Regions from separate parts of the Bombyx mori genome. Here region 1 is linked to region 2. A link is a contact called in public Hi-C data. All regions are on one chromosome and are shown on one strand. The core of a region is the stretch at or near the end of the contact, and the rest is flanking DNA. Distances in the headings are between cores, read along the strand shown.

Region 1 (3,853 bases), core at 224-2,723, 150 kb before region 2:
ATGGCGCAGAACCGGACCGAGTGGAGGAGATTGACATACAGTCATGATCCTCAGCATAGAGGGAACGACCAGAAAGAAGTCACCTCACACAGAAAAGTACCTTAAATTTTTTCATGAAATATTAATTCAGTAAGGACTCAAAGCTTCATTTATTATATATGAGCCCTATAGATAAGCAGATGAGCTCAATGACCATTTGATGATGTAATAACATATTACACCAAGTACCATTTTGCTTCAGGAACAACAAAAAATGTTTTTTTTTATACCTGTCTTCTTTTTCTTTTTCTTCTTTTCAACAGTTATAATCATTCCAGGTATAGGTTGGATAGTGCTTCGTTGACCTTTCTTCTTTTGTGCTTGAGCTACAATCTCAGGTGTAAGTCCAACCGGAAGTCCATCATTTTGCCTGGCCCTGAACTGTTTTCCTTTGCTTTCATACAACGGTACCTCTTCTTGAGGTACATAACCTTCTTTTATTCTTCTCGGCTTGCGCCAGGTTCCATCAGGTCTTTGAGTTGCAGGAATGAATTTACTCCCTTGAATGTTGAAATTTTTAAAAGTTAAGTTTAAATTAATTTTGTAAAGTTTTTGTAATTAGTTTTATCTTTGAAAATCAGTAAAAGTTAAGCTCGATTAGAAATATATAATAGACTGTTAATTAACAATAATAGGTAATATATTTGGATGAAAAATTCAAGTATTTAAAGGACAGTTCTTCCTATAATTATTGTGTGAAACGTTAAACTCTAATGTTTACAAAAAAATCGTATTGTATCAATTAATTCGAATATCTTCAATCACACGAAACGTGGTTAATGTGAAAACTACTAGAGAAAGCGGTGAGGCTTGAAAATTCTTCAATCGTGAATTTTTTTGTACACTAACCATCAGCGTCGTGCTCATAAGCCGTTGGTGTTGACATTATAATACATAAGATTTCAATTTGTATTTCAACATTTATAAATCACGGCAATGTATTCTTAAATAATGAGCTATTTTCGTGGTACTCTACACAGTCAAACCAAGATTCACACAAGAAACTATTTTGACAAATAAAATATTGAACCGCTTTGTTTGACACATAACAGAGGGACCATAGATTGTTACTTTTTACATATATAGCACTCGGTTTCTTTCTCTGCCATCGTTACTCGTGTCGAGTTTGATGGTTTAATTTTATTATTTCAAAGATACATTAAAATACTTTGTTAAATGAGAAATAAGATTAATTTATCTGAAATAAAATGATATGATACAAAATTAAAGGAAATAGTATGCTAGTAAGATGAGAATTGACTGCTATTTTAGTTAACTTTTGAGAAAATATCAAGAATTCTCGTCTAAATACTTATGAGTAGTTTTTACATGAAAAAAAAACATATTAAAATCCACTATCGTCACCTTTTTTAACTTATCCTATAATATTATATCCTTTTTGTAACTTCAAGATTTCTCCAAAAAAAAAAACAGCATTCAACAAAAAACACGAATGTAGACCCAAAGTTAGAGTAGCCAATGGCCTTATACAAATTAAAAAAGAACAAATTAAATATACTGTGCACATCTCATTTGTTTTGATTAATTATTTTAGTTATTTTAATTTTAAATAGATTCAAGGAGCAGGTTTAAAAATGCGTAAACGAAGAAGGATTTTCACTCCAATCAAAAACAAAGGAAAGAGTATAACGCAATTCCCTCAAATTTCTAATAAAGGTTTGATCAACATAACGAACTTTAATACACAATTGTAGGATATAAAATTTTCCTGATATGGTAGTCTCGTTGGTTGGTGGTTAAACTTTTAGCTTAGGGGAGGACCATGTTCGATTTGAGTTTCCTTCAATAAAGATGCAGAATATTGAATATCGAATATAAATTCTTAATTTAAAAACGAATTTTTTTGCTGAACTGTTTTAAATTCAAAGCTTACACCGGATTCGTATCTATAATTATCTATTGTATTCCCGCGTCTAGTTTATTATATATAATGTCAGTCATCATAAAATCACTAACACGCTAGTAGTCGAAGATCCTGATAAATGCAAAGTATTTAAAATGTCGTGAAAGTAAGATACGCGTGATTAGAGCGAAAAAATAGTTACAATTACATCTTTTAAAAACTGAAGAAAATAGTATATCACATATTTTAATGTTTTTTGTTTAAACAAACAGTAAAAGAGGTGACAACTGCTCGAGGGAGGCTGCAGGGAGCGTTAATGGAAATATTGGAACCGGCATTGGATTCTGATGACTCTACTGAACTTACACCAGGGAAAAGAAGGTATTTATTCATAGATATCTATTATACATTTTAAACTAGAATTGCATTATATTTAATATAGTTTAAGCTAATAAATAAGACTGAGGCCATTGAGACTTCGAGGAGTTTGTCATGATAGTTGATTGATGAAAAATCAAACTAGACACAACCATCAACGATTAAGATCATGACAACAGAAGAAAAGTAGACCAGCTAAAATTAGATTTTGTTATAAGACAATTTTAGTTAGCCAGGTTAATAACCAGAATAAATGTATATGAATGTAACACAGGATTCCTAAAGTTAACCAATATAGTACAGACCATTACAGTATTCACACCTAAATTTGTGTAAACATCAATAGCCTATGTAGGGTTTTAACATATAAGCTACTAGCAGACCCGGCCACACGTTGCTGTGGCTAAGGTTTTTGTTTCTAAATAACACGCCGCGTGGCCGGCTATGCTAATATCAAAAATTGACAAAGTAAGAACAATTGGATTTCACTGTATTGCGCTTACTACGAAATAATTTTTACTTAAACTTTAGCCTCAGCAACACGTGGTGTTTGTGCCATTAAATTGTAGCTTATGTGAAACTTTGGTATTTTTAACATAGCGCCATCTATGAGATAATAATGTCAGACAACCGATTTAAGGCGCCATCTGTTTTAGATTTATGAAACTTCAATTAATAAAAAAAATCAACATAAGAAATCATTTTATTGTTAATTAATAAATATTGCGACCATTAATCGAAATAAAAACCATCCTATCTTTCAAATTGGATCAAACTGCACACGGTGTGCAAATTTAATTTAAAATCGGTTAAGTCGCTTAGGAGTCTATCACGGACAAACAATGTAACATATGATTTATATATATTAAGATTATAAATTGTTAAGTCACATCAAAATCTTTTAACTTCAAAGATTAACAAACGTCTATCCATCCCCACAAACATTCTCATTTAAAACATTGATAGAATCAGAATATGAAATCACCTTCACAGACAATCAGATCAAGATGAAACCTATGTATCGGAAGAAGAAGATATTCACTCACAAAAACAATCCCAGCGGCAGTCATATGTTCTCAAACTGTTCGATAGGAGTGTTGACTTGTCACAGTTTGATGAGGATTCCCCTCTCTATCCGATCTGCAGAGCCTGGATTGCAAACCAACCTAAAGCTGATTACAGCAAATTTGGGTAATTATATATTTTTTTAATAATAATGCTAATCATCTTGTAATCCTCCTTGCTTCGGTTTCCTCAATGCTGAGGATCGTGATCACTTATTTGCAAAGAGTTTATTGTGAATCACTCTAAGCCATTTATTCCTATTAGCCACCGAGTGTAGAGCATCATGGACTGTGGTGTCAAGAGTAGTACAGATCTGGTCAGTCCAATGTGCTGGGCCTCTACCTCGTGGTATTTTTCTGTCCACTTTGCCAATACCACGAACCTATTGTGTCTCAATATAATTAAGTATGATTCATGAAAATAAACTTTAATTAATTTAATCAAAATATTTTTTTTAGTTATGATCAACCTGAAGACAACGAGGATATTATGACAATAGACTTGCCA
Region 2 (3,743 bases), core at 549-3,048:
TATTATTAACTAAAACCCAAATATAGATAAATGGGAATGTGAGATTGAAATATCTACTAACACCAGAAAATACTTACAAGGGTCTTATAAAATTAGCAAAATAAAGCAAACATTCCCTTACACAAACGGCATTTATCAGTGATTGTGCTAATGGTACAGAGTCATTCTCAGCTGCAGCCGGGAGCGATGACCAAAAGAAGCTGTGCCACTCGGGTTCCTCGAACATATATGGTAATACTCTGGTAAGAAGACGTGCACAGTTCAATGCTGAAAGAAAGAAAGTGCACAGTTCAATGCTGAAAGAAAGAAAAAGTGATTTTTTCTTTACAAACTATTGTATTACTAATCTGTATGGTATGGTCTTGGTCAAAATTTTTATAGTATTTTTTAATTGTTATTTTGAGAAAGAACTTGAGACAGAAATATTGTTTTCAGCTGCATTTTGATGATGTAGACCTGAGAGTGGACGAAACAATTGTGATACTTTTTTGGGCAAAAAAGGTGTTCAGTAAATTTCTCACCGATCAGCTGTTCTCTCTGCGTCCTACAGCTGCTGTCCACGACCTTGACGAGTTTTTCCACAGCCTTGTAAACCAGCGTTGCTAAATTATTAGGAGATTCCTCGCGCAAGGCACGTATCTCCGCACCGGGAACCAATGCGAATACATCTTGTACGTTGGTTACGCTCTCTGACCAGAACTGATCCCAGAAGCTATCGTCCAACGCATCTATAGGCTGCAAAATACATAAATCGATGAAACTAGACTGATTTTTATTTCATTATTTTTCTTCGAATTGGTGCTCAATTACCTGCGACTTTGAAGTTAACTGGACAACCGCCTTTCGAAAGTTTAATTTTGTGTCAGCATTACCCATCTTGTCTTTTATTATTTAATTTGAAAACAATAACTTCATATCAACATACGTTCACACAAAACAATAAATTAAAAAACGTCACTTTTGGCACAGAGTATTTACTTAGATCTATGACTTATATATTCAATGACTTATCTATGAATTAAGTTAGAATCTACTACTATATAGGTCTATGGAATCTACACGTTCATTTTGTCAATACATTAACTAGCCATCAACAGTAATCAAAAATGACATCATTACATTATTTTATGAAATTGTCGATAAAATTTAAGAAAATGTAAAATTTAGTAGCAGTCTTCATAATAAGTTCGAAATTTCTTTTAGGTTTTTGAGCATCAAACACCAAGTAATGTGGATCCATTTATGTCTTTCATTGTTTGAAATGAGTTGAATGAATTGATTAATATATGTACCTAGCTGGTTCTAACGCCTTTACATATACCTATATAGTAGGGACATCCTATATAGTAGGGATAGTAGGACAAATCCATTTTTCGGTCGGAATCGATTGATCATGACACCTACTGCTTAATGGCAGAAAGAGGTAGGGTGGTGGTATCAACCCGTGAGGACTCACAAGGCGTCCTACCACCAGTAATTACGCAAATTATAAATGCGGGTTTGATTCTTATTACACGATGTTATTCCTTCACCGTAGAAGTCAATCGTAAATAATTAACTGTTTAGTAAATATTTCGTTGGAAAAACTGGTACCTACCTGCGGCATTTGAATGCATCGCGGGCATCTTATACCTTAGGCCAAGACGACTTCAATAAATTAAATTAACTCTGTTTTGAAAAAAATAAATACCTGTCTGAGCTAAATGTTTTGGCTCTTTATGTACCTATACGTGACAGCTGACACAGTTTATCGATTGCAGTTGTATTAAAGGTTTTGGCAACCCAGGCTTTCGGATTCGATGAGAGAGAATTGCTGAAAGAAAATAAAGCATTTCGTGAGCTTGAAGAAATGGCTGCTGCGAATATTTTCCGAAGTGCTTTCGGTGGTCTATTACGGAGATCAACAACGTATAGAACGTCCGTAACATGTCGTCTTTCGACCGTTGCGTTGCAGCAAAAGTTCAGCACAATTAAAGCCGCTGTCAAAATATACAAAAGTCAGGCCCTTCAGAATGGGGTAAGACTCTTATCTACTGATATAATAAAATGCATTTTGGGCCGTATAGTGATCATTATATTACAATGAAATATTTCCTTAACATTATATTATTATAAATTTCTCGAGTCTGTTTTAAACAAAATCAATATAACCTCAATTATTATTGCATAACAAAATTACAGTGATAACTCGAACTGTTTAGGTACCACAATCACATCGGTACTCGACAGGCGTGCAGTCTAAGCTTTCGGTTCAGGAAATCGAGGAGCGAGTCCTGAAAGTGTGCAAGGCTTACGACAAACTCAGTGCTAGTCAGGTACATAATATTCATTTAGAAATATTTTGTTTCAGAACGAGAAACATGGTATCCGCAAGTACAGCGGTGGCCCTCCCCTCACCTTAGACCTTATAAAAAGTAGAGTACTGCTTGTACTTCAACTTTATGACAAAATTAACCCTGAACAGGTTAGATTGTGGAAATTTTATTACAGTCAGTGCAAAACTGGTGGGGCATAAAGTTTTATTCTAAGATAAAGAAATATAAAATAATTTTTCTCTTATTTTTCAGTTGACTGTAGATAGCCACTTCATGAATGATCTGGGTCTTGACTCACTGGACCATGTTGAGGTCATAATGGCAATGGAAGATGAATTTGGATTTGAGATACCGGATGGTGATGCAGAGAGACTGGTCAGACCAAAAGACATTGTCCAATACATTGCTGACAAGGAAGATATTTATGAATAATAAAAAAAATATAAACTTCATAATTTTGGACCAGTTGTATTTTTGAAACGATAACAAACCAAACACAAAATTGCATTTTCTTAATTTACAACTGGCCTAAAAGTATTGTTTAGTGATTAGACAACTTTTGTTTTAATTTTACACAAACGTTATCAGTGCACTTCAGACCATTGTGTAAAAAGTGTAAGTTTTGTTTTTAATTATATGCCTGTTAGAATAGATCATTTGTATTTCATTTGATCTGGTGGTACATTATCTGATAATAAAATAGTAAATAGATCACATTTTATTTCATTCATAATTCATGCTAAATAAGCATTTGACTCGAGAGTCCCTTTTTTTTAAAAGAGAAAATGCCTTAAATCTGTACTATTATTTGTCATTAATTTTTATTGATTTTCAAAACTGCTGGAGTATTTTGTATTTCAAGGTGGGCTATGTCCTATATGATGGTAAGTGGCTACCATTACTAATGGATCTTGACAATGACACACATAAAGCTACTAAATAAGAACTTATTTCAAACCTTGTTTGAAGAAAGATGTTGGGTGATTATGATGGGACATGACATGAAGGACAGCAGTGCATACTTGATAACATTGCCTTCCTCTTGCCAGAATATTGGCAATTGCTAACATGCCTGGAGCAGTGATCCTGTTTTTCCAGAAAAGCCAGGTGAACTCAGGAAGTCACTCAAACAATAAACTTAAGCATGCTAGTACTCTTGAAAGACAAAATTTTCATTAAAATACCAAATCTTAATTAGTTTTATACTATCTTATAAATGACAATTTCATATAGATTCTGTGCCCTGCAGAGTAGATGAGCAGTGGTGTTCAACTTAACTGATCATAGATTGTAGCATAACACAGAAATACTGAAATATGGCATCATTCGTTGTGATTGGTGTTTAGCTTCACTTGGAGGAAAACTATTTTCCCAAAAATGAAGTCATGATTTTGAAATCACTTTTTTTTAAAGCGATGTTTTTTGAAT

The links. Hi-C and Micro-C count contacts between places; a contact is called where the count stands out from the background.
Region 1: a Hi-C map of whole pupa shows a contact between it and region 2, with 2.5 times the contacts expected there. The contact joins the promoter of LOC101738470 here to the promoter of LOC733017 in region 2. A contact is called at or near these places in 4 of 7 Hi-C or Micro-C datasets (middle silk gland, posterior silk gland and whole pupa).

Annotation. Positions count from the first base shown.
Region 1 is chr8:15,047,370-15,051,222 of ASM3026992v2, reverse strand. It overlaps LOC101738470 (protein lin-37 homolog), which reads left to right and starts at 1,473. Exons shown (of 6, transcript XM_004923608.3): 1 at 1,473-1,716; 2 at 2,176-2,284; 3 at 3,275-3,472; 4 at 3,805-3,853. The coding sequence starts at 1,635. wibg (Wibg protein) reads right to left here and starts at 1,052. Exons shown (of 3, transcript NM_001046823.1): 1 at 889-1,052; 2 at 270-539. The coding sequence starts at 925.
Region 2 is chr8:14,895,513-14,899,255 of ASM3026992v2, reverse strand. It overlaps LOC733017 (NADH dehydrogenase), which reads left to right and starts at 1,798. Exons shown (of 3, transcript NM_001110314.1): 1 at 1,798-2,017; 2 at 2,202-2,315; 3 at 2,568-3,029. The coding sequence starts at 1,850. The coding sequence ends at 2,747. LOC101743873 (protein HID1) reads right to left here and starts at 971. Exons shown (of 17, transcript XM_012697981.4): 1 at 811-971; 2 at 522-735; 3 at 122-267. The coding sequence starts at 876.